Regions from separate parts of the Mus musculus genome. Here regions 1, 2 and 3 are each linked to region 4. Evidence: chromatin contacts called from public HiChIP or PLAC-seq and promoter capture Hi-C data. All regions are on one chromosome and are shown on one strand. Each heading gives the region's core, a stretch centred on a gene start, on an enhancer-like site or on the middle of the called end of the contact. The rest is flanking DNA. Distances are from core to core; before and after follow the strand shown.

Evidence for each region. Promoter capture Hi-C pulls out the DNA fragments that hold promoters and counts their contacts. HiChIP or PLAC-seq counts read pairs in DNA pulled down with a chosen protein or histone mark.
Region 1: an H3K27ac HiChIP or PLAC-seq map of embryonic stem cells shows a contact between it and region 4, with 13 times the contacts expected there. The contact joins the enhancer-like site here to the promoter of Fam83d in region 4. A contact is called at or near these places in 6 of 39 promoter capture datasets (the 3T3-L1 cell line, cranial neural crest, frontonasal cranial neural crest and 3 more) and 6 of 115 datasets of contacts at active chromatin or transcription factors (the 230-238 cell line, astrocytes, embryonic stem cells and 3 more).
Region 2: a contact with region 4 is called in an H3K27ac HiChIP or PLAC-seq map of embryonic stem cells, with 8 times the contacts expected there. The contact joins the enhancer-like site here to the promoter of Fam83d in region 4. A contact is called at or near these places in 4 of 39 promoter capture datasets (cranial neural crest, embryonic stem cells, hippocampal neurons and 1 more) and 4 of 115 datasets of contacts at active chromatin or transcription factors (astrocytes and embryonic stem cells).
Region 3: a promoter capture Hi-C map of hematopoietic stem and progenitor cells shows a contact between it and region 4, with 5 times the contacts expected there. The contact joins the promoter of Plcg1 here to the promoter of Fam83d in region 4. A contact is called at or near these places in 14 of 39 promoter capture datasets (the 3T3-L1 cell line, the C10 cell line, HPC-7-derived erythroid cells and 11 more), 1 of 15 datasets of contacts at CTCF or cohesin (large pre-B cells), 7 of 115 datasets of contacts at active chromatin or transcription factors (cardiomyocytes, embryonic forebrain, embryonic midbrain and 4 more) and 1 of 9 other capture datasets (macrophages).

The regions. Positions count from the first base shown.
Region 1 is chr2:160,698,660-160,701,905 of GRCm38.p6, reverse strand. The region is part of intron 9 of Top1 (topoisomerase (DNA) I); the gene reads right to left. Among named protein-coding and RNA genes, the nearest start is that of Gm52567, 30 kb to the left of the region's middle. Within about 2 kb of position 1,490, at least 97 of the 459 cell types and tissues checked have an H3K27ac peak or open chromatin away from gene starts, as enhancers often do. A contact at or near this core is called in astrocytes and embryonic stem cells, where this site is marked.
Region 2 is chr2:160,450,129-160,453,347 of GRCm38.p6, reverse strand. No RefSeq gene overlaps it. Among named protein-coding and RNA genes, the nearest start is that of Gm34980, 77 kb to the right of the region's middle. Within about 2 kb of position 1,522, at least 176 of the 459 cell types and tissues checked have an H3K27ac peak or open chromatin away from gene starts, as enhancers often do. A contact at or near this core is called in embryonic stem cells, hippocampal neurons and neural stem cells, where this site is marked.
Region 3 is chr2:160,729,838-160,733,029 of GRCm38.p6, reverse strand. Plcg1 (phospholipase C, gamma 1) reads right to left here and starts at 1,720. Exons shown (of 34, transcript NM_021280.3): 1 at 1,686-1,720; 2 at 997-1,312. The coding sequence starts at 1,213. It overlaps Gm52567 (a long non-coding RNA gene), which reads left to right and starts at 2,283. Exons shown (of 2, transcript XR_003954082.1): 1 at 2,283-3,192.
Region 4 is chr2:158,766,728-158,769,537 of GRCm38.p6, reverse strand. It overlaps Fam83d (family with sequence similarity 83, member D), which reads right to left and starts at 1,439. Exons shown (of 4, transcript NM_027975.2): 1 at 951-1,439. The coding sequence starts at 1,424.

The DNA.
Region 1 (3,246 bases), core at 241-2,740, 1.9 Mb before region 4:
TATAGAGGCTAGCTGGCACGGACTCATCCATTCTCGTCTCCACTTCCCCTCTCACCACAGGGACACGCTACAATTGCAGACAAGTGTGCTACTTTGATGTGGTTCTAAAAAAACATCCTTAAGACACCAGGCTGGTACAGCAGGTACTTTACCCACTGAGCCAGCCTCCCAGCCAGAAAAGCACTTTTGGAGCACTAGTGTATTCAGAGTGAAATACAGGTACACATGCACCTGAAACACTGGGAATAGCACCAGGAACTCACTTCTTTCAGGAAAGTCTAATCATTCCACAGCATGAGGTGAGGGTGGGTTAGGCAGCAAGTAAGTATATGTAAAGACTGTCCAAAAAAGCCTGTGGTTCACAAGGAAAGCCACTACAATAGTTAATAAATCCTGGAAGTGATTTTGTGTCCTCAGATAGATCATAACTGACAGTGAAAGAAAAGTACTTAAAAGCTTAATCTACAAAATATTCAAAGAGAATATTGCACTCCTAGGGCCAATTTCTATCTTTTCTCAAAAAAAAAAAAATCAACTTTATAATATTATATAGAAACAATTTATGCCACAATAGCATTTTGCTGCATTCTAAATGAGATTAATATCTCACACTTACAACTATGTAAGTACTAATAATAATTCAAAAGAATTAAAATTTATTACAGAAATCTAAAACTTAACCAGAAGCCTACTCATTGTAATAATTGAGAGACATCTCATCTCATAATGGGTAGTATTGCTCAACCAGACTGTATGAAACATAGGGAATACATCACAAAACAAACTTGTGCTACAGGTACATTATCAGCTTAGAAGACATAACCTAAAAGGCAAATAGGTGGTGTAGCTCTTCCTCAGCACACTCAAGATTCTGTGTTGGAAAAGGATTTTTTGAGTAAGGTGTTTCCTGTTTTCCCCACTCAGTCTGAACAAGAGTTGCCAGCAAAACAGCAACATGATTCAAATATAATGGAGGGGAATACAAACAAACAAACAAACAAATGGGGGCAAAAAGACAAGGTAGCAGTAGCCTATAATTGTAGCATTCGGAAGGCTGGGAAAGGAGGATTGTGCATTTGAAACTGGTCTCAGCTACAAAATCAGCATCTCAAAACAAAAAATAAAAATAGATAAGGAAATTTTAAGGAATGTGTTCCCTGGTATGTTTGTTTTCATAAACTAAATATTCCCCAATAGTGTTCTTATTTTGGGTGGGGAGCCTTTGCACTGCACTGGCTTTGTCCCACCCACAAAGAACCTACTTGATTTGTTTTAAATGGGCTGTGGAAGGATTAAGTAACAGCTATAGCACCGGAGTGGTGGAGGGTGTGTAGGTTCCCAGCAATCATCGTAGTACTTTGTGGGAAAAGTTGAGCTCCCGGAAACAAAAAGAAACTGTTGAGTCAGAGTTGAAATGGCAGGTCCTTAACAGCGGCTGCAATTCTGTGCTTCAGCCAACTCATGTCCTGTGCAGAGGCGGCCAGGGGGAAGTCCAGGGCAAGGCAGCAATGTCCTGCCTACCAGTACTTACTTATCAGTTTGCACTAGTAAGTCAAACACTCTTGACTTATTTGGAGGAGTTTTATAACCAAAGGGAGGAAATCCTAGGAGGACCAACAGAGAAAAGGAAACTAGAGGTAGGGACCACAGGCCTTAGTTTCCTTGAAACCCCACAATAAAAAAAAAAAAAAAAAAAAACTACTTTCTATCGTCATCACCTTGGCTTTCACAGTGAGGCTTTTCCAGCGAGCTGTCTAAAGTTAGTGAGCTCAGGTCAGGCTACAGAATACAGCAATTGTCTTTTTCAAGGTCTTAAGGCCTTTTCTCTTCACTAGGAAGTTTAAATTTGTGTATTTTCGTAAATCTTCAGGAATGATCTAGTGTGTAGGGTGTCTTACAGTTTCTGGTCAAACTGGTTAGCTAATCTAAAAACTTGCCAGTCACACCACCAAGTGTTTTATGCCACTGACTTCCTACATAGATTAAATCAGTAGTCTCTATCTATCTGGGACTTGGGTGTCTGAACACAAGCATATTCAATAAACATTTCCGAACCTTTCGAAAATATTAGTTGAACATCCATTTCCCAAAACATGTGATTTTTTTCCATTTTCATTTTTTTCACCCCTAGATTTTGGAGAATGACGGTATGTGGGGGTGTGTTTGTAAAAATAAGGTATCAGGTTGGGTATTATTAGTAATCAGTGATGGGAATCTTTAATTCCAGCACTCAGGCAGAGACAAGCAGGCCTCTGAGATCAAAGCCAGCTAAGACTACAAAAATGAGACCTTATCTCAAAAAAAAAAAAAAAAAAGAGGGAGGGAGAGAGAGAAATAAAATATCTTAAGGATGAGACCCAGGTCAAAATTCACTTGTTTCATATACAGATTTCAATTATTGGATGCTAATAAACCCGTCTCATCCTAAACCCACAGGCATCTATGCTCCTAAAGCCATTGCTGGCGGTTAAAGAGATACACCAAGGGGCTGGTGAGATGGCTCAGTGGGTAAGAGCACCCGACTGCTCTTCTGAAGGTCCAGAGTTCAAATCCCAGCAACCACATGGTGGCTCACAACCATCTGTAACAAAATCTGACGCCCTCTTCTTCTGGAGTGTCTGAAGACAGCTACAGTATACTTACATATAATAAATAAATAAATCTAAAAAAAAAAAAAAAAAAAAAAAAAAGAGATACACCAAATAGCTCTGAATGGTTTTGCTATTTTGGTGTCCAGTGTCTCTCCCTGTTAGTAAATACATTTATTTGATTCATAAACACCCAGTCCTACCTCTCATCTATTAACCTGGTGAATTATAAATACATAGAGAGTTTGAGAACGAACTCTAGCATCTCTGGACAGAACTCTTAGAATGAAGGAGTCAGTTGGACATTACTACCTGATACACAGTCAGTCGAAGGATTGTGAGAGGCTACTCTCAGATCCCTCAACCCAAGGACAAAAACACAGATGTGGAACTCTCAGACATTTTAGAAAGTTCCAAGAGACCCAAGGAGGCCAGATAAGGTGGCATGTGCCTCAGGAGCAGATGGGTACATCTACTGAATTCAAGGACAGCTGATCTATATTATCAAGTTACAGGCCAGGCAGGGCTACACAGTTAGAAATGTCTCAAAAAAATAAAATTAAGAGACCTAGGCAGAGCGTTTCTTTAAAATTCACCTGTCAAAGGCACAGTTGCACTACTTAGAGTGACATAGCTTAGGTTTCTTACCTATAAGCTG
Region 2 (3,219 bases), core at 273-2,772, 1.7 Mb before region 4:
GTGTTCTTTTAATTTAATTTTAAGTAGCCACATGTAGCCAGTGACTAACACTTTGAATAGCACAAGGCTCAAGGGTCTGCTTCGTGAAGGTGAGTTCCTCTCAAAGGTAACTTAGCTGTATTCCCTTCATAGAGGTTGTGATAGTTATCCAGCCTGGCCCTGTAATATCTGTGTCTGTGTGGTGCTGAGGGTTGAACTCGGGGCTTCACACATGCTACATAAATATTCTACCACTAAGCTGCATCCCCAGTTTTGACTCTATAATCCTGCTTTCAAAAATTTAACCTAAGGAAAACCTGTAAGAAGGACGCTCGCCACTGCGCTGTTATGGATAATTGGGGAAAGATGGAAATGGTCTAAGGGTCTGAGTCATAAGGGGTTGAGCTGGTCAAACAGAGGCGTCCACGAGGCAGAAGCCATGCAACCATCAAATTGTGTGGGTTAAATAATTACTGCCACAGATAAAGTGTTTATGACTCATCGTTGAAAGTAGAAGGAGGGAATAAAGCTCTGTTTGTGTCATAATTTTGACTTCAGGGGAAGTTTATATTGTATAATCTGGTAGAAGGGCATGTGAATTTGTTTTCTTGGATGTCTTTTTTTTTTTAAATTTAGATTCTAAATGTTTTGTAATGGTCACATTCCGCCTAATCATCAGAAATATAAAGTTGATGTAGTCTTTTATTTAAAAAAAAAATTAGTCATCTTGGGGCTGGAGAGAAGGCCTAGGGTTAAGGGTTAAAAGCACGTGGAGATGGTGCTCAGTCTATCACAGGTCGTTACAATATAGCATGAAAAACACCCTAAATTGAAGACAATATGTTGCAGAGGCAGTCGTTGCTGGGACGAGGTGGCCACTGCAAAGCTTCAGACAGAAGTCAGCTCAAGTCAAATGTAGCGATAATGATCACGGACCAGATCTTCTTGCTTCTTTTTGCCTCAGCAAACTTCTGAAACAGGTATTCAATTTAAGTCCTGGATGCCTCCCCTGGCCAATTTTTAGATCAGCTCTGTAGAAGATGCGGCTGCTGTCTCTGTCCTGTGATAACCACTGGTGCTAGTGGGAATTTCAGTACCCCGGAGGTGCTCAGCACAAAGGGCTCCCACTACTAACAATGGCAACTCTCTTGACCACGCCCCCTAAACTGCTTCCCTCTGCAGACTTCCCCTTTCTTGTTTCCTGTGACCACCCTCTGAGCACACTAGCCGCCCTCTCCACTCCCCATCTCCTACCAAGTCCTACCACAGGCAGATGAAGAACTTTCTCCCAAGTCTCCCTCTGGTACTTCCTCCTTCCTATAGCCATCTCCTCACTCCAACTATACAGTTGCAGCCTTTGGTTCATAACTGTGACCCAAAGAAAAACGTCGAGAACATAAAATCTATAGAAGGAACCCTGGGAGAACACCTAGGCTCAGCAAAACGCAGAGAGAGTTTTTAGTCTTCCGTGAGTAGGAGGGATGCGCCTCACTCCGGAGCATCCATCACCTCACGTGTTCTCCTGCCCAGAGGCTTCTGAAGCTGCTTGCACGGGGCGGGGGTGGCAGGGAGCGCGCTAAGAGTCAGGTTTGTCTGTGTCTTTTGTCTTTCACTCCAGTTACCCGGAGTCAAATGAAAAGATGGCCTATGCTTCTGGCCCCGCCCCTTCCAACATCCTCCTCCCTCCAAGGCCTGGGTTCCTTATCCTAGGTGGAGCTTTCTGGACAAGGGGCTGGAATCTGTGTGCTTTCACTCTCTGGCAGGCTAGAAGCTGCTGGCTCAGCCACCCAGTTCAGCTCCGCCCACGTAGCAGCTCCGCTCTCCCAGCCAACTCCCCCCCCCCCGCCCCCCCATGCCTATTCCCCCGGGCCTGCGGCTTGGAATCAATTAGAATCAGCAAACAGGCTTAGAATGTCCCTGTGGCTCTCAGCCCCCAGCCGGGAAGTGCCCTAGGGTGGAAAGGGCAGGTTCTCTTTTTCCTTAAGATGAGGAAACTAAAACTGGAAAAGAGGCATCAGAAAGATTTTGCTGGAACAAGCCCCCTTAAAAAGTGTCCCTGTGTGGACAGGGCCAAGCCCAGCACCACTCCCCAGCACTGGCTTACAGGAACCTTACAGGAACCTTGTTTTCCGGGTGTCAGTGGAGTCTGTGGCGTGTGGCGTTCCCATCAGTACCAACATCTGGGGCAGGGTGGGGGTCGGGTCTTAATTAAGATTCAGTGACTCTATTGGCACCAAAATAAACGTGACATTTATCAGAACCTGCTAAATCTATTCAGCGCTTGTTTCCATCGGAAGTGCAGAGTTTGTGCCCTGGGCCTGGAGAGAAAAGGTCTTTGCTGCTGAATTGGGGAGGGGCGGCAAGAAGGAGGTGGGGTGGAGAAGAGAAAGAGGAAGGGGCCAAGTAAGACTGTCACGTGGTATTTGCCGGCCCAACGCTGCCCAGTTCTGTTCACACAAAGTAGAGCAACCCTAAGCTCAGTGATGGGGCTGGGGGCAAGGGTACTATTGGGGCTCAGGGAAACAGGGTCCCCAGTTAATGAAATCACCATGAACCTTGCGTGGGTGTTTGTGTGCATTCCAACATCTCTCCCTCCCCACCCCCACCCCCATGGAAAAATCCCAACCAGAGCAGGTAGACTTCGCGCCTGGGCTCAGGGTTTGCGCTGAAATGGAAATCAAGTAGTTTGGGCACTGCTCAGGTGGAGGTAAGGAAAGGAGGTTGCCATTTGGCTGCCTGTGTTTCTAGCCCAGATCTGCCCCTTAGCGGATGTGTGACCTTGGCAAGTTGCTTAGCCACACTGAACTCCAACTTATTTTGTTGTGAGCACCTCGATTAATAATCACAGCATACTTGTCCTGTCTGGTGCTGTGGGAGGGGCTATACATACATGATTCTCATTTAACCCTCCGCACTCTAAAAGAGTCCCTTTAATTCAGACGAGGAACCTGAGGCTTGGATACTATTGTCATAGATCGGACAGATCAGAAGTCCCAGAAAACATAAGAAACCCAAAACACATCTTTCTTCTTTCTAATCGGTGACTTGCTAGTTCCTAAGGGCCCTCCACTCCCACCCAAAGAGGAGAGGCCAAGTGAGGATCCAGGAAATGGGAGTAGAGAACATATTACAGAGTTTATGGAGGGAGGACACAGTTGATTGTTCTTTGTAAAGAACTGCCTGGTCCAGGGTTAGCTAGATTTGCTATTGGTGGTGCTGGTGGGGACTTCTCTCAACACT
Region 3 (3,192 bases), core at 471-2,970, 2.0 Mb before region 4:
CTTCAACCATAGACTCTTTGGGGGTTCTTGTAAGAAACATCTCAAAGCCTGGAGTTGCAAAGACTCCTCATCCTGCCTCACACCGAGGAAAATGACTATCAGAAAGAGCCGAGGTTTCTCAAAACTCCTGACTTACTTCTCCCACCAGAGACTTGTGTGTAAACCCACCACACTCAGGTCTGGGAAGGCTACGACAGGAAACCAGAGGAGCAACTCTGGGCTACCCTGTGGTCACGAGAACATCCAACACAAAGGGCTGGACCTCAAAACCCAAGGCCAGGGAACCTTTCTGAATGCAAGCTCCTTGTTATATGCTGCAAGGGCAAAGGAGCCCTGGCTCTAGCTTTGGATGGCTGCCTAGCACCATGGACCTCCAAAATTCAGATCTGGGGCAAAAAAAAAAAAAAAAAAAAAAACCATCCACGGGACATGGGGAGGGGGAAGCAGTCACGGTTTTAGCTTTCATACCCCATCCTCCCAAAGAAGAGGGAGATGAGTAGGCCCGCTCTGCTCCACAACCAGCCCTACCCCAACATCTGCCTAAGTTCTACATGAGGATTCCAAAGGTTCTTGCGCCAATAAGCCCATCCCGGAGCTCTTAGGAGTTTTCACAGACAGCACACTCTGGAGAAATGGCAGTGGGCAGGAAGATCTTGTCGGTTCCCCAGGTTCTCAGGTTGGATGAGGGGGTCCCTGTCTTGGCTTCCCCTCACAGCCACTGACAGCCGCCCGATGCTAAGGGCCGGAATCCCACTCCACTTGTCCAACCAGTGAGGACTCTTAGGCCTCAGGGCAAAGTGCCTGGAACACTCCCCCCCTACTGGGGGAGGGGGTGTCCTATCAGGTGATCCAAGACCCGGATGCCCCCCTCCACCCGCCCCAGAGTGACCACCAGGGACTGGGCGGAGACGGGGCGCCAGGCGCGAGGCCCGAAAGTTTGCCCAAGTGTTTGGGAGGCGGGCAGGCGCGAGGCAGGCCGGAGTGGGGCGCACTTACTGGACCCCTCGATTTTGTCCGCGCCGCGGCTCCATGTGATCTGGCGCGTCTCCAACTTGACCTGGAAGGTCTTCCGTTCTGGCCGCTGCGACTTCTTGGAGTAGAACAAAGTCATGACGGTGCCCACCTCGAGGCTGCGGCAGAGGTGCAGCACCTCGGCTTCGGAGGGTGCGCCAGGCCCGCAGCCGTTGGCGCAGGGGGTCGCGACGCCCGCCATGCTGCAGCGACCTCGGCGACGCAAGCCGGCGGGCCCGGAGCGGCGGAGGCGGAGGCGGTGGCGGCGGCCGGGGAGGCGAGCGGGACCCGGTGGCAGCTCCTGCGGGCGGACGCGGGGCGGGGACTGAGCGCGGGGGCGGGGCGGGGTGAGGCTCCGCCCTCAGCGCGCCGGGAACAAAGACGCTCCTGGGGACGACCCCCGCCCACCGCCGCGCCTGCGCCCCGCAACCCGGGGCAGGCCGCAGCGGGCGGACCTGGACACCTCGGTTCGGCCGAGCTTTCCCCGCGCAGGCCTGACACAACGCGGGGCACGGCCGCCCGTCACGCACGCAACCCCGCCCACAGGCTGCGGCCCGTCGGTCCGACGCGCGCACGGGCCTCCGGCCCACACGGGACCCGCCGCGGCAGTGTGCACGCCTCCCAGGGAGCGAGGGGGCTGCGCGACCCCCAGCCCTCCCGCCGAACCCGGTTACCTGGCAAGGCTGCCGGGCGGAGGGAGCCGCGCCAGCCTGGCCTCCTCACACCCGCGGTGGCGGCGGGGGCGGGCCCTCCGCGCACCCTCTCCGGGGAGGGGCGCACTCGTGGATTGGCTAACAGGCCGTGAGTGACAGCACGCCTGCCACGCCCCCTCTGCGCAGACGTCTTTTGCAAGGGCTTGAGCAGACAGACGGGTTCTAGGGTGGCCTTGGAGTGTGGCCTCTGGGGAGGGGGCCACGCAGGTGTGGGCAGGGCCCTCAGACTCTCGGACGCGGGTCCGGTGGCCTTCGAGGCCTCTCGCGTGGTCCGCTGCCCTCCTCACGCTCCGCCCGCGCCCTACCTGCACTTAGTCTCCGAAGCTCTGGTTTGTCCTCTGCCTCATTTTCCTCTGGACTCAGTGCTGGGCCAGTTGCAGGGTGGCTTCCCCTCTGCGCAGACACAGGTGACCCCAATCCTGGGTCTCCCCTGACCTCCCGACCCAGGCATCTCGTCATCTGCGCCACAGCCTTGCTTGCCATCCTCATCACATGGCCCCTTTCACCCGCTACACCTTCTCTATATGGCAGTGAACTCCTGAATTTGGAAGACCCCACACCTTGCAAGAACCTTTTTTCTTCTCTCCCTCATCCCTAAGTAATCCACTGAGGCTCTTCCCTCCTGCCTTTGGGGCTCTCTCCACTCTACGCACGATCCTGAGGACCCCTCTTCTCTCTGTGTACACTATCCTCTTGGGTCTTGCCTGCATCTGAGCTTCAGAATTTACCACTAAAGCCTTTGAAATTGCGTACGTGAATTCCCACTGTGCTTCAAATCAGCACAGCTTCGTGGCCCAGCAGTCCTGTCTTGCCTTCCCCTATCTCTCCTGCTTCATCCCTCACCGCGGACTTTGCCTCTATTCTCCAGACATGACACCTGTCTGTGACTGTTAAATAACTTAAAATCAATCTTCCAAAAGCCGTTCTCTGAACAGCACGGGTAAACCCGAGGGCATCCCTTGATCCTGCCGTCTGGCCAATGATGAGCAGACAGTTAGTTGGACAGCTACCCTGCAGCTCTGGACAGCATCTGCATTTCAGAGGTGAGAAGTCCCACACAACATCCCCTTGCAGGAAAGCTCCCCTGGGATTCCTGAGACTAGAATTTGTGATGTATGGGTTTGGACAACCCACCCACCTGGGCCACCTTCGCTTTGCCAGGCAAATAGTGACAGATGCGCTATTTCCCTTGAGGGTGGTCTCAAGAACGTCCGAATTCTGTATACCACTGAGGAACTTTGTCCTGAGGGACTGGGGAGTTGAGATAGACTGACTGCCACCTAGTGACAGGCCTCTGATGTAGGCGGAAACTGGACTTGAGGTTGGCTTGCACAACTCATGATCCTAATTATCTTCTAATCAAGGTTTCAGAGCCCCGTGACTTGAAGTCAGGCTATGTAATAAGTGGGAAGCTGAGTGTCTGTGTTCCACAAGAGAGCCCACTGGGTGAGAGGTAATCCTGGTGGCC
Region 4 (2,810 bases), core at 190-2,689:
CCACCCAAAGCTCACAGGATTAACATGAATCCAGCCATAGCCATACTATTCCCTGAACAGCTTGGTCACCTACACTCTTATCCTCAAAGTCCTGCCTGTCAGGTACAGAACCAGCATCAGAACTTTGGCTTTGGCACTAGGAAGGCAGAGGCAGGAGGATTGCCTGAAATTGAAGCCTGTAAGTTCCAGGTAAGCCTGGGTTACAGTGACCTTGTCTTGCAGAGAGGAAAACAAAAAACAAAAGACAAAAACAGAACGCAAACTTGCTCCTAGACTTGGTGATGTCAACCTGATCCGCACCCTAACATATAGCGGTGCCAGGCCTACTAAGTCTTGACATGGTCTGAGGCTTTGCCCGTCATGTTCCAGGCAGTCAAAAGGTCTGGGAATGGAGCAGTGTTCACCAGCATGCAAACTTGTAGCCACACCCTCCCAAGTGGAGCCCTTTCTCCCTGATCTATGGCAGGCCAGACTCTATACTCCACCCCAGGCCAATCGGGCAGTCTGACACTAGCTAAGATAAAAACCCATTGTAACCAGTGGCTTATCTAAAGCACAAATATTTGCATTTTGGATCAATGCTACTTGGAACAGTCCCAGGCACTGTGGGTTAAAAATATCTCCCACCAGACTCACTCACAGAAGTGAAAGAGATAAACCGACTGCTCGAATTTATCTGTCTACAACATTAAGAAGCGTGGAAAAGTGGTAATTACAGATCTCCCCATGGTCTCCGGGTATCATCTTTTGGGTAAAACTAAGCTTTTACTTAGCTCCTGAAAGTGAGACCTAATGTCAGCTGACGTCCCTGGAATTCTGCAATCCACTTTGGTTTGAACTAACAGTCGCTCTGTTCCAGGGGTACCAATAACAGAAGTTGGAACTACGACATGACTCAATTTTCAGAAGGCCGATGCTCCTCCCCTACCCGCTGCCAGGGGGCCGCTCACCTCTCGGGCGGAGCGCAACTGCTGGCGCAGCGCATCCTTGCAGCCATACGGGCCTCCGGCGCCCGCGCCGCGGGGCTGGAAATGAGCCTCGACACGCGTGGCACCGCGGTAGGCACCCTGGTAGAAGGAAGGCCAGCCGAGCTCCAACGCCGGCGGTTCCAGGTCCGACTGCTCCGGAAAGTAGGTGCCCGACGAGCATTCGTGAGAGGAGCCGAACGAGTCCTCCGCTACCGCCGCCCCATCCTCGCCCGGCCGCTCGGCAGCGCCCAGAACCTCGCGCACCTCGTCGGCGTTGAGGAAGCGGCCCAGCCGCTCACGCCGTAAGAAGGCGGCCCAGGCGTCGGGACCACCGGCCAGCAGCTGCTCGAGAGCCAGACGCCGCGCCTCGCTGAACAGCTCCGTGGGGTTGGGCGGTCCGCACGGAGACAGGCAGGCCGCGGGAAGGTCGTCCAACAGCTCGAAGCGAGCAGCCATGGCAGTGCCCAGAACCGATCCACTTGTCTACGGTGGTAGTCTGAGTTTTTATAGGCATCTTTGAATCAAACCAGCCCGCTCTATTGGCTCGCCGCCCCGCCCCAGCAATCCCATTGGCTGGATGTCTCCCATGCGTACCAAAGGCTCTGCCCCCTCATTGCTATTGGTTGCTCCTGAGACAGAACCCGCCCACCCTCTGCTCTCACTGCCTGATGGCTGAGCGGAATTTAAATCTGACTTTACCCCGCCCTAGCGGCTCCAGAACCCTGCCAACCCGGGACATAGCCCCGCACTGTCCGAGCACGCCCCCTGCCGAGTGCCCTATAACATGGTGCTTCAAGGACTCGGACTAGGGGTAGGACTTGCTCCTGGACATGCTTATTTTGGTGTGATCAGCCTCATTGCCACTCCACCCTGCATCTAATCATTAACTTATCAATACAGAGAGCAAGTGAGAAGGAGAGAAGGACAGAGGGACGGAGGGAGGGGGAGGGAGAAGGAAGGGAAAAGATGGGGAGGAAGAGAGACAAAGAGACAGAGATAGAGCCTGGAGTGGTGGTTCATCAGTTAAGAGCACTTCCAGAGGATCTGGGTTTAGCACTGTCTCCCCTGGCAACCTCTAACCACCTATAATGCTTCCAGGGAATCTGATGATGCCCTTTCTGGTATCCACGGACACTGTATGCATACGTAGCACACAAACATACACATTAAATAAAAATAAATAAATGTCTTTTTTTCTCAGTGGTGCAGAGCTGGGGGTGGTGGCACACTCCCAGCACATGGGAGGTTAGGGTAGGAGAATCTGGAGTTCGAAGCCATCTTATTCTGTGTCAATCCTAAGAGAGGTCACAGAAGACCTTGCAAACATACACATATATATCTATATACATATACACATACATATATGCTCATACATATACATCTATATACTAATCCACTGTGGTATCTACTTCTTCGCTTAAAGGTCTCTCTCACTCTCTCTCTCTCTCCCTTTCTCATATCTTGTAGCGAAGGATGACCTTGGCTTTCTAACCCCCTGCCTCTACCTCTGTAAACTTAAAACAAACCAGTACTGCTGTGAGGATCTCCTCCCTCTCTTCATCCTTCCCTGGTTCCAGCCTTCTCAGGGAAGTTATTCAAGCCCAAAGGCAAGAGCTTCCTGTGTCCCCACTCTGGCATCCAGGATGCAGAAGACTACCTTCCTCTATCAAATCGAACCAGCTCTTGCATGTAATAAGGACAGGGGCCAGGCCTGAGGCTGTACAGTCACACAGTGTCTTTGCCTCTGTTTCCTGGGTTAAAAGCAAGGATAATCAGAGATCATAATCTATGATCCCATTGAATGACGTAGAGCATTGCTCTCCACTATAAGCTAAAGGAAAA